2 separate regions of the Xenopus laevis genome follow, and region 2 is linked to region 1. The links are chromatin contacts, called in public Hi-C maps. All regions are on one chromosome and are shown on one strand. The core of a region is the stretch at or near the end of the contact, and the rest is flanking DNA. Distances in the headings are between cores, read along the strand shown.

Region 1 (6,416 bases), core at 1,932-4,431:
TCGTGAAACACGCAGGGTAGTGATCATTGCATCTGGGAAAATCCCTTGCTAAATGCTCTACACGTCTTGAACGTTTTGTCTACCCCCATTCTTCAATGACTGACATTGTTTGCTCTCTGTGGATGCCTGTGTACACTTATTCCTTTGTGGGGTTAATGACAGAATGTGTTTTGCTGCTTGTAGGACATTTTACAGAGACCCTTGGACAGTAAGTTGAAGTTAGTGAGTGGACAGAACAATATATCCTTGTCTGTGCTGCTTTCCTTATAATATATTATTATTATTATTATTATTAATAATAATGAGCATGTATGCAGGTTGTAATCCTTCTCATGCCCTTTAGGGACTGTTAGAATAACTTACCTGAGATCAAGAGGAATGGATATCTGTCATGAATATATCAGCAATGGCAGCAGTTACAGTAACTTTTCTCTCAATTGGAATCCATGGATGTCTTATTATTAAGTTTAAAATGTATCACTACTCATTTTAGCCTTTCATATTTTCATATTACCTTCTGGCCCTTACCAAATACAAACACATACCTCCTTACTACTCTTAAGTCCTTCCCTGTGCTCTCCCCTCTAAGCTGCTGTTTGTTTTTTTAACATATATACAGTCAAAACTCTGCTAACTTTCGTTTTCCATGAACAGAACAAAAAAGATGACTGGTCTTTTAAAACTAATCATTAAAGCATAAATAAATGGGCAGAGCCATTAACAAATTGCCCATCTGTTTGATGAATGGGAGACCTCTTGTGTTCAATACCAGAAGAGCACTTATAACGTTTCTAATTTGGGGCTCACAGAGTTCTTGCTCAGTTTAACTGAATCCTTATATAAAGTTAGTTTATCCTCATGAACCTTATACTGTATCTGCTATTTCTGTATTTGCAGTCCCTTCTAAATATACTAGGCTGCTGTTATTTATTAATATTTATATTCTCTAGCTGTAAGGGGAATATTTATGAGAAGTGTGTTAAATACAGGAATGCTGAAATACAGTTTTTTTTTCTGCTGCTCCATGTAAAACATTGCCTATTCATTAAGCAATGCAGCTGTCTGTATAAAGCTGGCCATAGATGCAACTAGTGATGGGCGAAATTGGGGCATTTCGCTTAGACGAAAAATTAGATTTTTCCAACATTTTTCGTTCCATGGCAATTGCTTGTTCAGTCAATTGGACATTTTAAAAGATTTATATATTGGCTACCAATAATCTCTGCATGTATTGTCTATCTGATAGTATCAATGAGAGACTGTCACTACTATTTGTCAGACATAACTTTCGTATGATTGCTGTCTGTCAATTAATGGTAAGAACATTGTTTAATTTATTATTTTTCTTACCTATTTTAGGGTAGGGACACACTGGGCGATTTGGGGAGTTTTAGTCGCCTGGCGACTAATCGCCGCGACTTTTCTCCCCGAATGCCTCCCCTCGCTCTGCGCCTGGCTAAAATGAAAAATCGCCTGCGCTAATCACACGCGGCGATTCGTTTTCCGAAATCGCCCGAAGTTGCCTCACGAGGAAACTTTGGGCGACTTCGGAAAACGAATCGCCGCGTGTGATTAGCGCAGGCGATTTTTCATTTTAGGCAGGCGCAGAGCGAGGGGAGGCATTCGGGGAGAAAAGTCGCGGCGATTAGTCGCCAGGCGACTAAAACTCCCCAAATCGCCCAGTGTGTCCCTACCCTTAAGCAAAATGGTTAGTGGTAGATGTTAAACTGAAACGATCAAGCATTTGTCACAAAAATCTGCACATCTAGGCCAGCTTTAGATAGTGTTAAAGGCTGCACAATTTGGTGTAGAAACAGGCATAGCTATTAAGATTGCTTAATAAAGGTTAGGATGATGGCACTTGGGGAGATTTGCTGTCCATGGGAAATCTGTACTACCAGCAGGTGAACAATCTCCAAAATGTACATTTGCATTGGTGTCAGTGGGAACTTCCAGTGCTAAAACATATGAATTGTGTAATTGCTGAAAATTTGCTTTCCTTATATATTTCGCTGATTACACAATTCATTTGATTTATTGCTGGATATTCACCTTGACAATGCAGAGGTATTTTCGGTAGTTTTGTCATCCATGGGAAGCAAACATTTCCTGTGAGTGACAACTCCCCATGTACCGTTGCCCTCAATTCATATTCAGTTTCACTAACTGGTGTTTTCTACACAAGGTTACCAGACTTGTCAAGTCCATTGAAGTGTATTATTTTTGTGTATTTTTAGGACTATCTGTGACATACACACTTTTATATTTAGGGCATTTGTCCTAATTCAGGGTGTTATTTATTAAAGTCTGATTTCTTCTTTTAGACGTTTTAAAGGGGAAAACACAATTTTTTCTGAGGAAAAAAAAATAGAATTTTTTGAGATTTATTAAACCACGATGCTGCTAAAAGTCCGAATAAAAAAAGTACTCCATTTCACACCTGTCAAGTTCATGTAGATGTCGGTGGCAGATCTGCACTGGGTTTTGTAAAATAATCCAAATAATTTTGTGGTTTTCAAGTGATAATCCTATGATTCTGTTGTTTCATGATTTTAGTAAATAACCCCTGTGTGTTTATAAGACATTTTACACATTTTTTTTTTTTTTTTGGAACTTTAACTTTGATAAATATGCCAGGATTTTTATCCCAATGGTTCCTAAAGAATAGATGATGACCTAGCTGTAGATTTTGAGCTGGTGGCCAGGGTAGACCACAATAGGCCAGCACTGTACACAAGCATTTGTCATTCCTATGGTTTAGATTTTGAAAACAATGCCTTGGGGAATGGGCATTTACATAAAAACCACCATCTGTTTCACAGCATAGCCATACAAGGATCGATTTAATCCGCCAATTCAGACCCTCTAGTTCATCATTTTATCTCCCTGTATACAGTGAACTCTGACACCCACCCTAGCAATATCTGACTGAAAATGAACCTGAAGTTGATTGGGCAGGATTTATTTTCCGGATAGATCAAGGATTGCATTGACCCAAACAAGCAGATCTTAAATAAGAATTCAACTCTCCTGATACCCCACTGGGTTTGTCCTTGACATGTAAAGCCAATCAGACAATGGCAAATAACCCTGTCTGACCCCAAAATACCTTTTGTTGTGTCCACTCCTAAATGAGCTGCTTTGCTTTGATTTGTGCTGCTGCAGAGCTGTTCTCCACCTCCTCTCTCTTCCTTGAAGTGCTGATAGGGACATGAACAGTTGAGCCTGTTATAAAACACCTATATCCTGGCTCCATGTCATGTTCATATCTCACCCTTTGTGTCTCCATTCTCGGCTCTCCTTCTTTCCCCTTTGTACTCAGATAACATCTCTCCTTAACCCCCCCAGCAATTATAAGTTAGATTTCAGCCCTCATCTCTTGTACAATATAAATCTCTGCCTTCCTCCCTCATTCATCAGCCTTGCTTTCAGAAATTTAGGTACAGCAAAGCATGCACTCTCAAGTTCTGTGGAGTAGCAGAAGGCAGCGGTATTTATTGTACAAGAGGCGAGGGCTGAGGGGGAAGGAAGGAGATATGTGAACTGTGTACGGAGACGTTGGGAAGGAGGACAGAGACAGGAGGGGTGAGATATGAACTGTTTGGAGAGCGCATACCAGTAAGTGAGTTTTGCTGAGGAGACGGAAGTACACAAGCCAAAATGGCGGCCGTGAAGATGCAATATAGATTTGAGAAACACATCGCTGTAACACAGAATCGGTTAGGGTAAGTGCCATGCTGAGTTAGTGTTTCAGCTGGCAATTCATAACTTGGGTTTGCAAGAAAAATGTGTGGAGGGTTGAATTCCCCTTTAAGCTAGCCATACATAAAGAGATCTGCTCATTTGGCAAGGCCCACCTTGAGGCAGGCAATATTGGGCTGATCCAATTGTGGGCCTTGGGTCGAACTGTCAGATCACAACAACAAGGACAATACGAACTGTCGGCTTGACTTCTGTTGTCAGGTTTTTGGTTTTTTTAATGTCACCAAGCAGATCCATGTTAAAAAGAACAGAGTGAAACATGCCAATACAATTATAGATGGGGCCACAAATGTAAATTCGAGTAGGCCTACACATTTTTCGACCATCCAGTGATCAGAAGTGTACATTGTGCATTACTCTAAACCTTGAACAGAACAGATAACACTCCCCCCCCCCTCTCCCACCCTAGCGCCCCACACAGTTCCATCAAGGGTTGTGTCATATGAAAGACTATCAGGGCGTTAATAAGTGTCTCGTGTATTGGAGTTCCCAACTTATTCCTCAATATAAGCAGTGAATTGGAACACATAGGCAATTTCTTGTTGTTTAACAGGGGGTAGTGTTTGTATGTATTTTGTTCAGGTGGCAAAAAAAGATGTAACTCTTTGCTTCTGTTAATAGTGGCTTCTAGCCAATCCATACGTTATGCATAATTGGGTTTAGTAATTATCATTTCAAGTGAAGGAGGTAGATTTGATATCCAGCACTGCAATATAGCTTTCCTACCAACAGACGAGACCATGCTTGCTAATTTCTTGTCTCAAAACTTTTGCTGTGTCTACAAAAATTGCCCACGAAGGTGTGAGATATGTCTGAATGTGTAATGTGAGTTAACAGTAGGAGGTGACCACATTCCAAAACTGTTTAATCAATGGAGTCGGATCAACTCACTTTTTTTCGTATCTCAAGAGAGAAGTATGTTGAAAAACATAGCATGGAAGTGGCTTGAATTTAGAAATGATAACAATTTAACATGTAAAGTAAATAGTCTGTCTCTTGTGAGATATGGAATTTGTTGTCGCCATTTACCTATACCTGTCAAAATCCCTGTCCTCCAATGGGGATTTTGAGATTTTATACAAGAGGGAAGTGGAGGGTTGTGTTGTGTCTGATAATAGGGGATCCATTAGGTTGTCTACGTCCTGAGCTGGAATAGTGCGAGTCACTGTTTGCGCATAGTGCCTGACTTGTCAATATGAGAAGACATCCCAGGTTAGTGAGGGATATCGTTCTTTGAGTTGGATAGGGAGTAAGGAGCTGTGGGAGTGTGCATTAAGTGTTTGCCTTGTGTGAAGCCCTGTTTTGCCTAAATAAGAGATGGGTTTCCAATATAGTTTGTTGGCAGCTTTTATCGGCATGTGTATGGCCCTTTATAATGTATGGCTGCCTTAACTGACCAATTCAAATGCAATAACATTACCAAATATAAAAATCTAAGCAGCATAATCTAGGAATTCTTTTATCCTTGTTCACTAATGCAGGAAAAAGGAGAACCTGCAACTGATGTAATGTACTCTAGAGGGAGCTTTTGCTATACCTATATCTGTCATTGTCAGCAAAAACATACAGACTGTTCTGAAATGTTCTCATTAATATGTGGATTAGATCTTATCATAAGGTTCTAAATGGTGCCTTTAATGGTCTTATTGGTAAGACTGCATATTGTATCACCCCTTGGAGCTGTGTCCCAGCATCTCTCAGACAGCTGCAGAGCCAGAAGGCACATTTCATAGCATAAGACTGTTGCTATCTTTTGAGCAGTTCATTTTTTGTTCATTTAAAGTTGAACTAAACCCACTGTGTTTTTTTAATAGTCCTGCCCTCTCAAAAACCTCATCAACCAGCTTGCTTGACAGTGAAGGAGTCCTCTGCGCCTGCTGGTCAAATCTGGAGCTCCCCCGCAGGCTTGGTTGCCTCCACATTTGGCAATGTCACTTTAGATCCTAGGCTTCACAGCAGCATTTGCAATATCACCCAGAAGGAAGGCTTCCAGTGTGCATGCTTCTTGAAGATCATTGCTTAATACGGTGGCACAGGCTGAAGGAGTTTGCATTCTAGGCTCTTGGAAAAGTTATAGGGTAAAACGTTTGATAAGAAGCATAACATAAGTGGTGAAAAGGTGATACCTTTATCGACTAACTACGATGATAATCATAGCAAACTTTCTGAACATTTAAACCTTTTCAACTGGCTAACACAATGCACAATACTTTACCTGGGTACTTGGACAAAAACTTCTGAAACTCAATGGAGTTCCTTCATCCTTGCAAGCCGTTACTGGCCCAGGAAGTCATCTGCATGTTAAGAACCCTGTTATTGCTACTTTTTATTCTCATCTTTCTGTTCAATTCCTCTTCTATTCATATTCCAGTCTCTTCTTCAAATCAGTGCATGGTTGCTAGGATAATTTGGACCCTAGCAACCACATTGTTGAAATTGCAAACTGGAGAGCTGATTTGCAAATTGACAAATTGAATATCACTCTCTACATCATTCTAAACGTTTACTCAAAGGTGAACAACTCCTTTAAGCTTTTCTGTTCTGCCCAGCCACTACTCAGATAGTATAAGGTGCTCCTGTTCCACATTCATGACATTAGTAGTGTAAAAATGAAAAAAAAAAAAAAATGAATATGTAAATACAGTGCACAGGGC
Region 2 (6,416 bases), core at 994-3,493, 84 kb after region 1:
AACCCAGCTTGAACAAAGAAAGCAGATGGGGTGGCAGCATGGTGGCACAGTGGGTAACATTTCTGCTCCACAGTGCTAGAGACAACTACAACAAGGTTTCATTTCCTAACAGCTTACATGTCACGTGGAGTTAGTAAGGTACATCAGTTTCACCCCAAGAACATATTAACAGACAGTTGAAAATGTGCTTTGGGGACATGCCTTTGATAGATTCCAGTGAACGCCTTCCGGACCAAAGGCCCCTAAAACTATTTGGGGCAGAAACAGTCATGCTCTTAATGGTACCACTAGCCCCAATTAACTAAGTCTGCTGTAATTACACACACACACAGGTCCTAATACTGACCAACTTCTCCCCACTGATTTCTATGTACTGTATGTAGCAGCCAATTTGGCTTGAAAGCCCATATACTCAAACATGGTGATAATATAATAGCTGAGTGAAAAAGTGTACAGTAACCTGCTATCTTGCAAGCTGACATTATTACATTATTAGAAGCCCAATGTACAGACACATATATTACAGCAAATTGTACTTACTTGAGAAGAAAATCTCTCAGGAAGAAAATACCTGCATTTATCATGAATGTTATTGGAAAACTGCAGTTTTATGTGCTGTGCTTGTCAAATGAAGAGGCTGATATAGATTTGCAGTTATCGGATCTGGCTATGAGTTCTATAGTAATGTTTGCCTCACCTATTCCTATAAGTTTTATGTTAGCAATTCTTATAGCAATTATTATAGCTGCAGAAAACATCACAATGTTAGTTTAAATCTTAAGGCTTATGTCAAAAGCCATCAGCATGTTTCCCAAAACTGCCCTGCCATCTTAACTTTAATGGAAACTGCTTGACACAGAAGGTACAGGCATGTATCAATCCAAAAATGCTCTGACGCACATTATCAATCATTTCATGTCCTGTGAGAACAAATACATTTTTTTGCTACAAAAATTATTCTCTAATAGAAAAGAAAATTAGGCACATTTACAGGCACAAGTGCAAATTGCCATTTTTGTAACTAAAATGATTTCAATGCTTTCAGTTTTCAAAATTCCAGCATAACAACAGGTATCTGGAAAAAAAAAAATTGAAAACTGTACCATGTACCTTACATCTTATTCAGAAACAGCAAAGCAGGCAGGCTTTCAGCACAAGATTCAGCTATTGTGTATAAAGGCAAATACAGTTGTTAATACAGTGCTACGCAATATGTTGGCGCTATATAAATACATGTTAATAATAATAATAATATTGTATAAATGCATGGTTTTGCACCTATCCCTTGCATTTGTGTTTGCAAATGAGCCCTAATAACCCCTGTAAATAATATACAACTTTATATACAATGACTTTACATCAGTTGTGTAAAGAGATTATGTTGATATCCATGTATTACTTCATGATAATTAAAATTATTAATTTGTGTGTAATAAGATATTAAATATATATATATACACAGCTTTAAGCTCCTATAGTCTTAACACCAGTGTTCCACTTGCAGCTGGGTATTCTCAATATCCAGTTGCTTTTACTTACCTATATAAAAGTTGGTGGCAGTCCTCATCTGTCTGTGTTTGGAGATGACATAAATAACAAGAGAGTTTCCAATCAGCCCAACCAACATGATCAGGGCGAAGAAAAGAGGCACAAGCCAGGCATCAGTTAATAATGGTGGGGGTCCAGTCTCAGTCCAGTTCAACAGGGATTCATTGGTCCTGTTTACATCCCCCAACATGCTGCTGTTTATTGTCCCCCAGGACAGATTCAGCATCTCATCAAGTATTTCTTCTTCGAGAGCCATCAACAGGTAGGAGGCAGAAGTTTAAAGGGATTAAAGAGTAGAAGCCCAGCTGCAGCGTAAAGATCAAATAGGAAAAATGCCCTTCTTTTTAGCAATATTTATTTTACAGAGAAACACCCATATTGTAATGCTGCATCAGTGCAAAAATCCTTATTCTTTACAGTAAAAAGATTTGCAGATGAGATGGTAAAAGCCCTTTCATGTTTAATTCACATGCTTTGTTTCATTGCCTTGCAGGAGCTTTCCTCTTGACATTTTTTGTTTGTGCATTTCCAGGACTGAGCGAGGTTATGCTCTGCTTCCATAGACAGCACAGAAGTGACAGATAACTCTCTATTCTGTGCTTTATAGTGCAAATGGTAGCACGTGGAAGAAAAATCCTCGGTGTACAGTTGCCAGGCAGCAAAGCACATCCCAGCTACTGTAGTGTTTTATTTTTTATTTTTTTTGGGGCTCGGCATGAATATAACCTTTTTTTTTCATGCTCATCACACATGAGAGCTAAGAGGAAAGAAAGAATGATGTGATCATGATATTATGTTTTAGGTATATAGGATCTATTATCTGGAATGCTTTGGAGACATTTAAATATGTGGATATTTTCCTCATGTAACTCAGGGTTTGCTATATGTGTTGCATCTGTAAGTGACCAATTAGTGACCATGAAAGTATCCTATTCACTGCAGCACACTGGGAGTTGAATATTTGTGCAACAAAGTGTTTATTAGCTCATAGTAGACATACAAAGCAGGCAACTTTTCGGACCCCACTGGGTCCTTTATCAAGCCTATACACACCACACTCTGTGAATGTTTAAGTAGTGTTCCCAATTTTGGAAGGGGAGATAAATGGGGAGGGGAAGTTGGAGGGAAATAAACCATATAACATCCAATGTGCTGATTAGAAGAAAGTGTCCATCATCCTGGTTTTATGTACATCAGTCCAGGGGTCTCAGGTAAGTACATCCAATCACGTTAAAAAGTCCTTTATAGTCAATTAAAAAATCGATTAGTGCATAATCATTTGTAAGTGTTAAATAAGTAAATAGAATGAAATGGAACCATATTGAACTATATTACACTTCAGTGACATCTGAGACGCTAAAGGTACCTTATTGTGTGATTCTTCAGAATTGCAGAAACTGGTGCCCGCACTCAGAGATTCCTATGGTTCAATATCCTTAGAAAAAGAAAAGAAAAAACAATTAACATTTAACAATTGACATTTGTAACCATAATATTTGTGTTTCAGATATAGTGTTACAAAAATGTTGTATCTCATAACATAAAATGTCTACATACCCAATCAATCGTAGATAAACATGGCCGGAGTATAAACTTTAAATCCCCGTGGCCAGACTGAGTCTAATCTGTGAATCCACTGCATCTCCTTTTTATGTAATAACATGAGTATATTCCCTCCTCTTAACATTCACAGAGTGTGGTGTGTATAGGCTTGATAAAGGACCCAGTGGGGTCCGAAACATTGCCTGCTTTGTATGTCTACTATGAGCTAATAAAACACTTTGTTGCACAAATATTCAACTCCCAGTGTGCTGCAGTGAATAGAATACTTTGATCTGAATTTCTGACCTATGCAGGCCTGGTCGATATACTGCAACAGCACCTGGAACCAAACGGGAAACGGAGGAGGTAGAGCACTCCAATTCTGAGTGGAACTGCAATTTTTTTGCAAGTTGAAAATTCACACAACTGAAGTTTATCCATGTCCTTGTGTCACTTGCAAGCCTCACTTTACTTATAGGTGCAAGTTGCAGCATTTAGCCTACAGTTTACTAGCTTTGGTTTTTTATGTTGTGCAGGGCACAACATTTTATACCTGATGGCACTGGGTGCAATTGCACTAAAATGCTTGGAAAGACTGTTGCCCGATGGGTTAAAATATGGTGAATTGTACAGTTTTGCCTCTTTAGTAAATGAAGTGTTAAAATACTTTATTTTAAGTGATGTTCCATTTAAAGTTCTGATTGGTTTTACTGGGAAGACTGTAACATATAAATGTTGTTTTTTTCTAAATAGATAGGATTGGACAATAGGATAATATGAGTTTTTAGACAAAGAAGCATTAACATCCTAAAATGAGGAGAAACAGTGCTTAGCAACAAAGTACCATTTATATTTTTTTTCTACTCTGTTTCTACTTTAACTACTCTCTCATTAACCAACTTCCCAGACTTACGGTACATTAAAATAAATACAATACTTGTGCGAACATAATCAAGAGAGATTTCTAACAGAATGTCATTATAACCTTCTAACAAATTGTAAAAGAACAGTCTAATTAAACCTATTTAATGCTACAAAACACCTTCTTTCTCTGCAAAAAATTTTCAAATTATTAAATTATTTAACTATAATTATAATTTGAATATGTGAGTCATATTGTAAGTATAAGCTCTAAGTAGCTGAATGGCTTAAATGAGCCATTGATTTAAAACAAACAATATAAACAGACATATATACTGTGTATATATCTATTATAATATATATATATGTATATATATATATATATATATATATATATATATATATATATATATATATATATATATTTCCACAATTTGCTTTTTAGGGCCACTGCTATCTTCCAGTCATTTTAATGGGAAACAAATAACTGCACGAGTAAATGCAGTTACCAGCCCAAAAAGGTTCTAGTGCGTGTCTGAACTTGCATATAACTATAAAGAGTTATATCTGCCCTGTAGGACAGCACAGACATTCACCAGAAGGAGTATATTGTTAAGTCAATCCTACCCGCCCTGTATGCCTGTGTATGCATGCAGCTGCAAGACAATAAGCTTATTTTCTTGTAACTAACTATATTTATATCTGCTAATCCGTGGGAAAAATAATTCCTATTTAACAAACACAATATCATTTAATTGTTTTAAAAGTTTTGGTTGTGCTGTCTGGTTAGTAATTTTTTAAAAAAAAATTAATTCTGCCTTTGATATGAAATTATACCTGTCAATTACATTCCTCTTATTGGATAATTAAAGACATAGTTAAACATTATAACCGTGAGTAAATGTTCTAAAGGGGTAACAAGCAAATTATTCTTTAGTTTTGCTGTGTGCAAGTTACTCAAGCTTTGATGGCAATTATTGGGCTGGAGCAAAAGATTCTATTGCTTTTATGTGACTATTCTCCTTGGTTTAATCATTCTTTCCTTACTAGAATTTTGTATTGTGTAGAGCATAACTTGTGGAAATTCGTCCTTTAAATTCTTCACCTGCAAAATAATGCCTCTGACAAGTCCGGGGGCCTGGGGAAAAGTTGCTTGACAACGTCCTGTCATCCCCCTAGGCCTCCCTGCCCAATTGCACTGCAGGCCTCTTGCTACTCATGAGACACTTAGGGGGAGATTTACATAGGGTCGAATATCAATGGTTAATTAACCCTCGATATTCGACTGCCGAATTGAAATCCTTCGACTTCGAATATCGAAGTCGAAGGATTTAGCACTATTCCTACGATCGAACGATCGAAGGAATAATCGTTCGATCAAACGATTAAATCCTTCAAATCGAACGATTCGAAGAATTTCAATCCATCGATGGAAGGATTTTCCTTCGATCAGAAAATTGTTAGGAAGCCTATGGGGACCTTCCCCATAAGCTAACATTGGCCTCAGTAGGTTTTAGGTGGCGAAATAGGGGGTCGAAGTATTTTTTAAAGAGACAGTACTTCGACTGTTGAATGGTCGAATAGTGGAACGATTTTTAGTTCGAATCGTTCGATTCAAAGTCGTAGTCGAAGGTCGAAGTAGCCTATTCGATGGTCGAAGTAGCCTATTCGATGGTCGAAGTAGCCATATTCGACCATTCGAAATTCTAAGTATTTTTTCTTCTAATCCTTCACTCGAGCTAAGTAAATGGGCCCTTTACATCTGGCCCTTGCCCAATGCATTATGTGCTCTGATTGAAAGTCTGGCTTAAGGCACAGCACTGGTAAAACTTCTTTTTAAAGTAGGATCTTAGCTTCCTTGCACCTTGTTCTTGGAATGTGTTCTGAATGACTTGTATGCTAGGTGGTGCCAACAGACACCCCCTGCAGCCCAACCTCTTGCTCTTTCTGTAAGCAGTGCCAAATTCCATTAGGGTAGGGAGCTCTATAATCAAAATTGATTTAATATAAATATTATTTTATTGTAGACTCACAGCCTGATTAAATCAAAATTTTCATTTATCAGGACAATGTCTGTAGCCTTACACATTTCATGCTCCAAAAGACCATAATCATATGCCTATTAAGTCTTCTGGAACATGAAACATGTAAGGCTACAGAGATGGTGCTTATTTCTACTACTTTTGAGTGCTGTTTTATTTGGAGCATGTTGTTGATATCTGTTGCTGTAGATATCAGCTTCTTCCACTCAAAGAATGTCCAACAATAACAAGGAAATCAGTAAAGACTAATTATTTTTTTTCTCTCTTAGTCAGTTGTGTCAACAACCCCCCTTTCCAGAATGGACTGAGTAGGTTATGGGGACTATAGGACATATCATCCTAATATCAATATACTTTGCAAGTAACATAGTCAATCATTTTTTTTTAATTCAAAGATATTAAGGGATACATGTACTGTTTATA

Evidence for each region. Hi-C and Micro-C count contacts between places; a contact is called where the count stands out from the background.
Region 2: a Hi-C map of animal cap shows a contact between it and region 1, with 4 times the contacts expected there. The contact joins the promoter of LOC108715096 here to the enhancer-like site in region 1. A contact is called at or near these places in 2 of 4 Hi-C or Micro-C datasets (the XL177 cell line and animal cap).

Annotation. Positions count from the first base shown.
Region 1 is chr4S:70,340,925-70,347,340 of Xenopus_laevis_v10.1, forward strand. It overlaps ipo13.S (importin-13), which reads left to right. Exons shown (of 20, transcript XM_018260820.2): 20 at 1-1,020. Among protein-coding and RNA genes, the nearest start is that of LOC121393304, 35 kb to the right of the region's middle. Within about 2 kb of position 3,182, at least 1 of the 7 cell types and tissues checked has an H3K27ac peak or open chromatin away from gene starts, as enhancers often do. A contact at or near this core is called in animal cap, where this site is marked.
Region 2 is chr4S:70,425,734-70,432,149 of Xenopus_laevis_v10.1, forward strand. LOC108715096 (G-protein coupled receptor 54) reads right to left here and starts at 2,244. Exons shown (of 5, transcript XM_018259929.2): 1 at 1,540-2,244. The coding sequence starts at 1,804.